2 separate regions of the Mus musculus genome follow, and region 1 is linked to region 2. A link is a contact called in public promoter capture Hi-C data. All regions are on one chromosome and are shown on one strand. Each heading gives the region's core, a stretch centred on a gene start, on an enhancer-like site or on the middle of the called end of the contact. The rest is flanking DNA. Distances are from core to core; before and after follow the strand shown. Region 1 holds the start of Ccne1 (cyclin E1). Region 2 holds the start of Cebpg (CCAAT/enhancer binding protein (C/EBP), gamma).

Evidence for each region. Promoter capture Hi-C pulls out the DNA fragments that hold promoters and counts their contacts.
Region 1: a promoter capture Hi-C map of pre-B cells shows a contact between it and region 2. The contact joins the promoter of Ccne1 here to the promoter of Cebpg in region 2. A contact is called at or near these places in 2 of 39 promoter capture datasets (cranial neural crest and pre-B cells).

Annotation. Positions count from the first base shown.
Region 1 is chr7:38,106,123-38,108,822 of GRCm38.p6, reverse strand. It overlaps Ccne1 (cyclin E1), which reads left to right and starts at 1,333. Exons shown (of 12, transcript NM_007633.2): 1 at 1,333-1,501; 2 at 1,994-2,036; 3 at 2,140-2,227; 4 at 2,476-2,544. The coding sequence starts at 2,023.
Region 2 is chr7:35,055,298-35,057,997 of GRCm38.p6, reverse strand. It overlaps Cebpg (CCAAT/enhancer binding protein (C/EBP), gamma), which reads left to right and starts at 1,432. Exons shown (of 2, transcript NM_009884.3): 1 at 1,432-1,622. Gm45095 (serine/arginine repetitive matrix protein 1-like) reads right to left here and starts at 2,515. Exons shown (of 2, transcript XM_030243153.1): 1 at 1,906-2,515; 2 at 353-1,806. The coding sequence starts at 1,991. The coding sequence ends at 1,239.

The DNA.
Region 1 (2,700 bases), core at 84-2,583, 3.1 Mb before region 2:
CAGACCTGGGTCAGTGTGGGTTTCTTTTCTCTCTTTCTTTCTTTCTTTCTTTCTTTCTTTCTTTCTTTCTTTCTTTCTTTCTTTCTTTCTTTCTTTCTTTCTTTCTTTCTTTCTATATCATTTACTAACATAAGGGAAGTGACCCTTTTGGTCCAAGATACAGAAGGGGCAACGGGATAAGAAAACAGAGTGAACAAGAGATTGGAAGAAACAAGTGCTTTGCCATAGTTTAACACTGGAGGGGACGTCCTGGGGAAAGGTACGCCGGAGAGGAAGTGGTTACCAAAGACCTTCAAGTTTTCCGGAAGCACAAACAGCTGGAATGGGTCAGAAGAGAGTAAAGCAAGCTCTGAGGCTCTGGGGTGCGAAAGGGCACCGGATGCTGGATCCAGCAGCTCGGGCGGAGGGCTGAAGGTCAGGTCTGGGGTGGGTGAGGGTCACTTCACGTTTGTGAGGCATGTGCATACTCTGAGGTTGATGAAAACACTTGGAGTAAAATTATAGGCTGGAGACTGCCTCACCTCATGGGGACCTAAGGGTCAGAGAGGCTTTCTGCAAACGGGTTGGGCCCATGTGTGCTAGAGGCACAGAAATGTGCTTGGGTAGCCTAATGAATGAATGAATGGGTGGATGAATGGACCAGAAACACTGACAGGTTAAAGGACCTGCTGCTGGTCCACAGGAGACCTAACAGCAGCAGCCTGAATGCTGGTTCCGGTCCCAGGAGCCACAAGCTGTTGTGACCTTGGGGACACCCACGCGCCGGACTCGGCCCGGAACTCTGCGTCTCAGGGGCGGGGAGGACGAGTCAGGAGGGACAGTGCGCGCGCGCGGGAGACCGGCGGATGACGGGTTCTTAACTCCGGGCCCTCCCGTGCCTCACTCCAGTCAAGCCCGGCCGCCGATCATTGCGATCTGCCCTGCTGACATTCCACTTGGGCGGCCCATGCCGCTCCTCCCGGCCCCGCACGCTCAGAATCCTTCAGGCGCTCGCGCCAAGATTCTCCCGCGTCAGCGAGCCCGCCCCGCAGCCGCGCGCGCCAGACGACTCTCCCGCGTCCCGCCCCGCGCAGGCCCCGCCTACCACGTCCGCACCCCGCCCCCGGCGCGCAGGCCCTGACATCTAGCCCCACCCCTTTAGTGCATGCCACGCCCGTAAAAGAACACGCCCCCCGGGAGGCCACGCCCCCACCAGAGCTCCTCGCTGGTCCGCGCGGCGACGGGGCGGGCCCCGGGCCTGCGGCGGCCGCTGAGGGGCTCGCAGCCCTCGGGGCGGGGCGCGAGGGCGGGACGGGGCCGGTGCCGCGCGCTGGGATTTTTAAATGTCCCGCTCGAAGCCGGGCGCAGGAGCAGCCGGCTCGACAGCCAGCGCGGTGTAGGGGGCAGGCGCGGATCCCGCCAGCGCCGCGCGCTCGGCCGCCGCCTCCCGCCTCCTGCTTCCCGCTCGCCGTCGGCCTCCTGCCCGCTCGAGCGCGCCTGCCTGCGGCGGACACAGCTTCGGGTACGGGCTGCCTGGACTCCCGGGACTCCCGGGACTCCCACGACTCCCAGGCGTCCGGACCGGGTCCGACCAGACCGGACCGGGCCCGGGTGGGGGTGGGGCGAGGCCGGGTCACCCGGTCCCCTGAGGTATCAGCTCGGGGTGCCCCGGCCGGGGTGGCTGTGAGAGACGGGTCAGGGGTAGGTGTAGAAAGGGACACTGAGGCAGCCCCGGCCCCGAGGACGGTGATGGAGCGGGGGGTCCTCTTGAAGGGCGGCTGGGCCTCCATCCCCAACCTCAGGTTCGGACCCAGGGTCGCAGGCTGCTGGCGGCGCCTGCGGGTGACAAGCCACCCGGGCCCATCGGCCATTTTCCCGGCCGGCCTCCGGGCCCAGGAGGCTCCCGCCGCCGCCGCCCGCGCGGGAGGGGGGAGGGGTGCCCGGGACGAACTGGAAGACTCAGGTCCCCTCTGCGGGCCGTGCTCACCACGATGCTTGCTTGTTGTCCTCCCAGGTCTGAGTTCCAAGCCCAAGTCCTGAGCCATGCCAAGGGAGAGGTGAGTGGCCTCCCTGCTGCGGGAGGGTAAGGGTGAGTAGCGGTGGGGGAGGGGCGGCCTGAGTTTTTGGGGAGCAGCACCCCATGACACCATGCCCTTGCAGAGACTCGACGGACCACAGCAACATGAAAGAAGAAGGTGGCTCCGACCTTTCAGTCCGCTCCAGAAAAAGGAAGGCAAATGTGGCCGTGGTGAGTACAAAGGATACAGGTTGGGAAGGGGACAGCCCACCCCCCCTTCCATCTTACCTGGGTACCAAATTTGGTTCTTCTTACCTACTAGTGAAAAGAATTAGTTGAGAGAGAGGTTTCCTTTAGTTGAATGTCGTTCATGACCTAACAAACATTTCCCCCTTTTTCTCTTGTGTTTTTTGTCTTTGGGTCGCACCATGTGGACCCATGGTGGACCGGGATTTTTTTTTTTTTTTTTTTTTTTTTAGTTTTTGCAAGACCCAGATGAAGAAATTGCCAAGATTGACAAGACTGTGAAAAGCGAGGATAGCAGTCAGGTAGGTCTGCTGCCTACAGGGTATTCTGCCTCCTGGGTTCCAGGTTTTCTTTCTTCCAACTTTCCCAAAACAGAGCTGCAGGCCACATGGCTGAACCTCTGAAGCTTGTCAATGTGGCCTGGTCTCAGTTGGGCCTGGGGTTGTGGGAGGGGTTTG
Region 2 (2,700 bases), core at 183-2,682:
CTCTGACACATTAGATCAGGTCTGGTCCCCTTCTTACAATATCTCCTAGCATCTTGGACTTCTTTCCTTAAGTGTCTATGAAAATGGGGCTTGAATCATGTCTCTGTAGTTCTCAGAGTAAGCTCCCTGTGGGCAGGGACAGTGTGTTTGTCTTCTTCCATTGCTGACTCTTAGTCCACACTTTAGCACATACCGTTCTTGTAATCAGGAAAAGAATTACAGGATATCAGCTAAAGAGGAAATCTCAAGACTCCTGGGCATTGACTGCTGGCTGTGGAAGGCTTGCCTAGACACAACACAGAATGCAGCTGGCAGAGCGGCTGGCAAAAAAGAGGCTAACTCAATATACATATGACATGCAAGGATGTTTTTATTTTCGATAGTTTTTATATGACTAGAAAACATTAGGGGTAAAATCGTGGTCTTTGTGAGAAACAAAGCACGGTTCACCTTTCATAGTGCTAAGTCTTGGGAAAAAAATGGCTCTTAACACAGCGATCCAAACCTAAAGAAACATACTGACTGGTTTTGAGACATTAGCTCCCCAAGTGTGCATGGGGTTATCAGGGGTCATTCTCTGTGGTTGACTTTTTTTTTTTCAGGTATTTTCATCTCTCAGGGATTCCTCGAAGTCTTATGTGGAGAGCTGCTCTCCTGGCCTTGGCGATGAAGAAACATTTCCCTTCTGAAAGCCAGAGAGTTTTGAATGATAAGCATTGCTAAAGAGGAAGCAATCAAACCTTTCGGGCAGGCTCTGCCTTCCACCCAGCGCTGCTTCCTGTTTTTCAAAACACAAAAACAAAAAGCAACACAAAACAAAACAAAACAACAAAAAAACCCGCTTTTTGATTCTCTTGTGAACTGTTCCCGGGAGACCCAGGCTGGACCACTTGTCACTTTTAAGAGAGCACCTCATATCCATCATCTGCTCTCCGGAGGTGAGCACACTTTGGAAATCGTGATTTGTTCGGCAGCCACAGTCTGCTGTTGTCAAGCGTCTGACAAGTGCTAACCCTAGCACTGGACAGTTTTTCCTTAACGTGCTTTTATCAAAATAAATGTGCAGATGCCTCAGGGCCGTGAGGCCTAAACAAACAAAAAACCCACCCTAACTCAAAAATCCACCTGAGGAAATGTCTTTTCCCTAAGGCAGGTGAGGCCCTCGTAACTCTGATAGAACTTTGCTTGCCATGGGTCACTCCCAAGGCTCAGGGCCACCGCCTGCCACCACCGACAGCCTAAGGGGGAAACCACCGAGCGCGCCTCCAGCCAGCGCCGGTGCTGCCACGCCCACCACGCCCGTTCCGCCGCGCGCCCGCCTCTCGCCGGCACACGGCCTGTGATTGGCTGGTGGAGCTGCCCATCTCTAGAGGCGAGCGCGTCGTTCTCCAAGCAGCGCTTCTATTGGTCACGGCGGCGGCGGCAGCGCGCGGACCCGAAGAGGCGGGGAAAACCGGTGGCCGCGGTGGCGGAACGGGCGGAGGTTGCCGGTTTCGTAACCGTCGCTCCTCCTCGCCGACTCGCGGGCTGCGAGGCCTGGGTCGGGTCGGGTCGGGCCGCGCCGCGCGGGGCCGCTCGGAGTGGAGGCCGTCTGGGGGCGGGCGGGCCGGCCGGAGGCGCAGGTAAGGAGGCCGCGGGTTGTAGCTCGGAGGGGTTGGGGGAGGAGGCCGCGGCCGAGCCCGCCGCTCGCGTAGGCGCCGACCCGGCCGGAGGAGACCCGGCCCTGCCCGATTCGGCAGGTTGGCCCGGAAGGCTCCTGGCGGCTTGGCGGCGCGGGCGGGGGCCCGGAGCGGCGTCTGATGCAACCTGCGGGCAACACCCGGCGGGGCTGAGCTCATCCCTGGCCACGGCCCAGCGCCGCCGCGCTTGGCGCCGACCCCCGCGCTCCCCCGGGCGCCCCCTCACCACAGTCGGGGAAGGGATGGAGTACCAGGTGGTCCCTCCAGAACCTGCCCCTCGGCGACGTGCAGCGTGACAAGCCTGGCGCGCATTGGCCCCTAGGGATGGAGGGTGTTCCTAGAATAGAAGGTGGACCGAATCTTACTTTGGAGCCACCTAGGACTCTCTTCCTGTCGGCTTCCCAAACGGCTCGGTCTGGGGGGGATGGCCCGGGTCCTATTTGGAGTTAATAACCTAGTGGTCATCTAGGGAAGGCACTCGAGTTTTTACACACGTAACGTTGCAAGAGGGAGATTTCGTTTGTTTTTTTGGACGCGGTCGTGTGTCCTGCAGTTCACTGGGAGGGGGAGGACATCCTAGATGATCGCGCACCAGACGCAGAAGGTCAAGCCATGAAGCCTTTCCTTAGCTCGCCTGGAGGGAGCTCGGGAAAAGAGCCAGCGGAGGTATCCAGGTGGGGAAGTTGGGCATGCGGGTGTGAGAATTGTTTCTCTTTCCAAGTGGGCTTGTGTATTTCTGGTCTTAAGAAGGTTGGCATGCTTTGTTTTGCTCTGCTCCTTCTTGCTTTTTTGTTTGTTTCTTTGTAAACTGCATCATAAGATGTATCAAATTTAGAAAGGTTTTAACCTTTGTGGGTTGCACAACAGCTGGGTGTTGTGTCTCTTGAGTTTCCACCCACTTGAATCCTTATTTGAATATATTATCATTGAGTGCAGACCTGTCTCACAGAGGGAATTTGAAACAAAGCACCATAAGGTCTTTCTCTATTGAGAAATTGTACATAGAAGAATTCAGAGTATG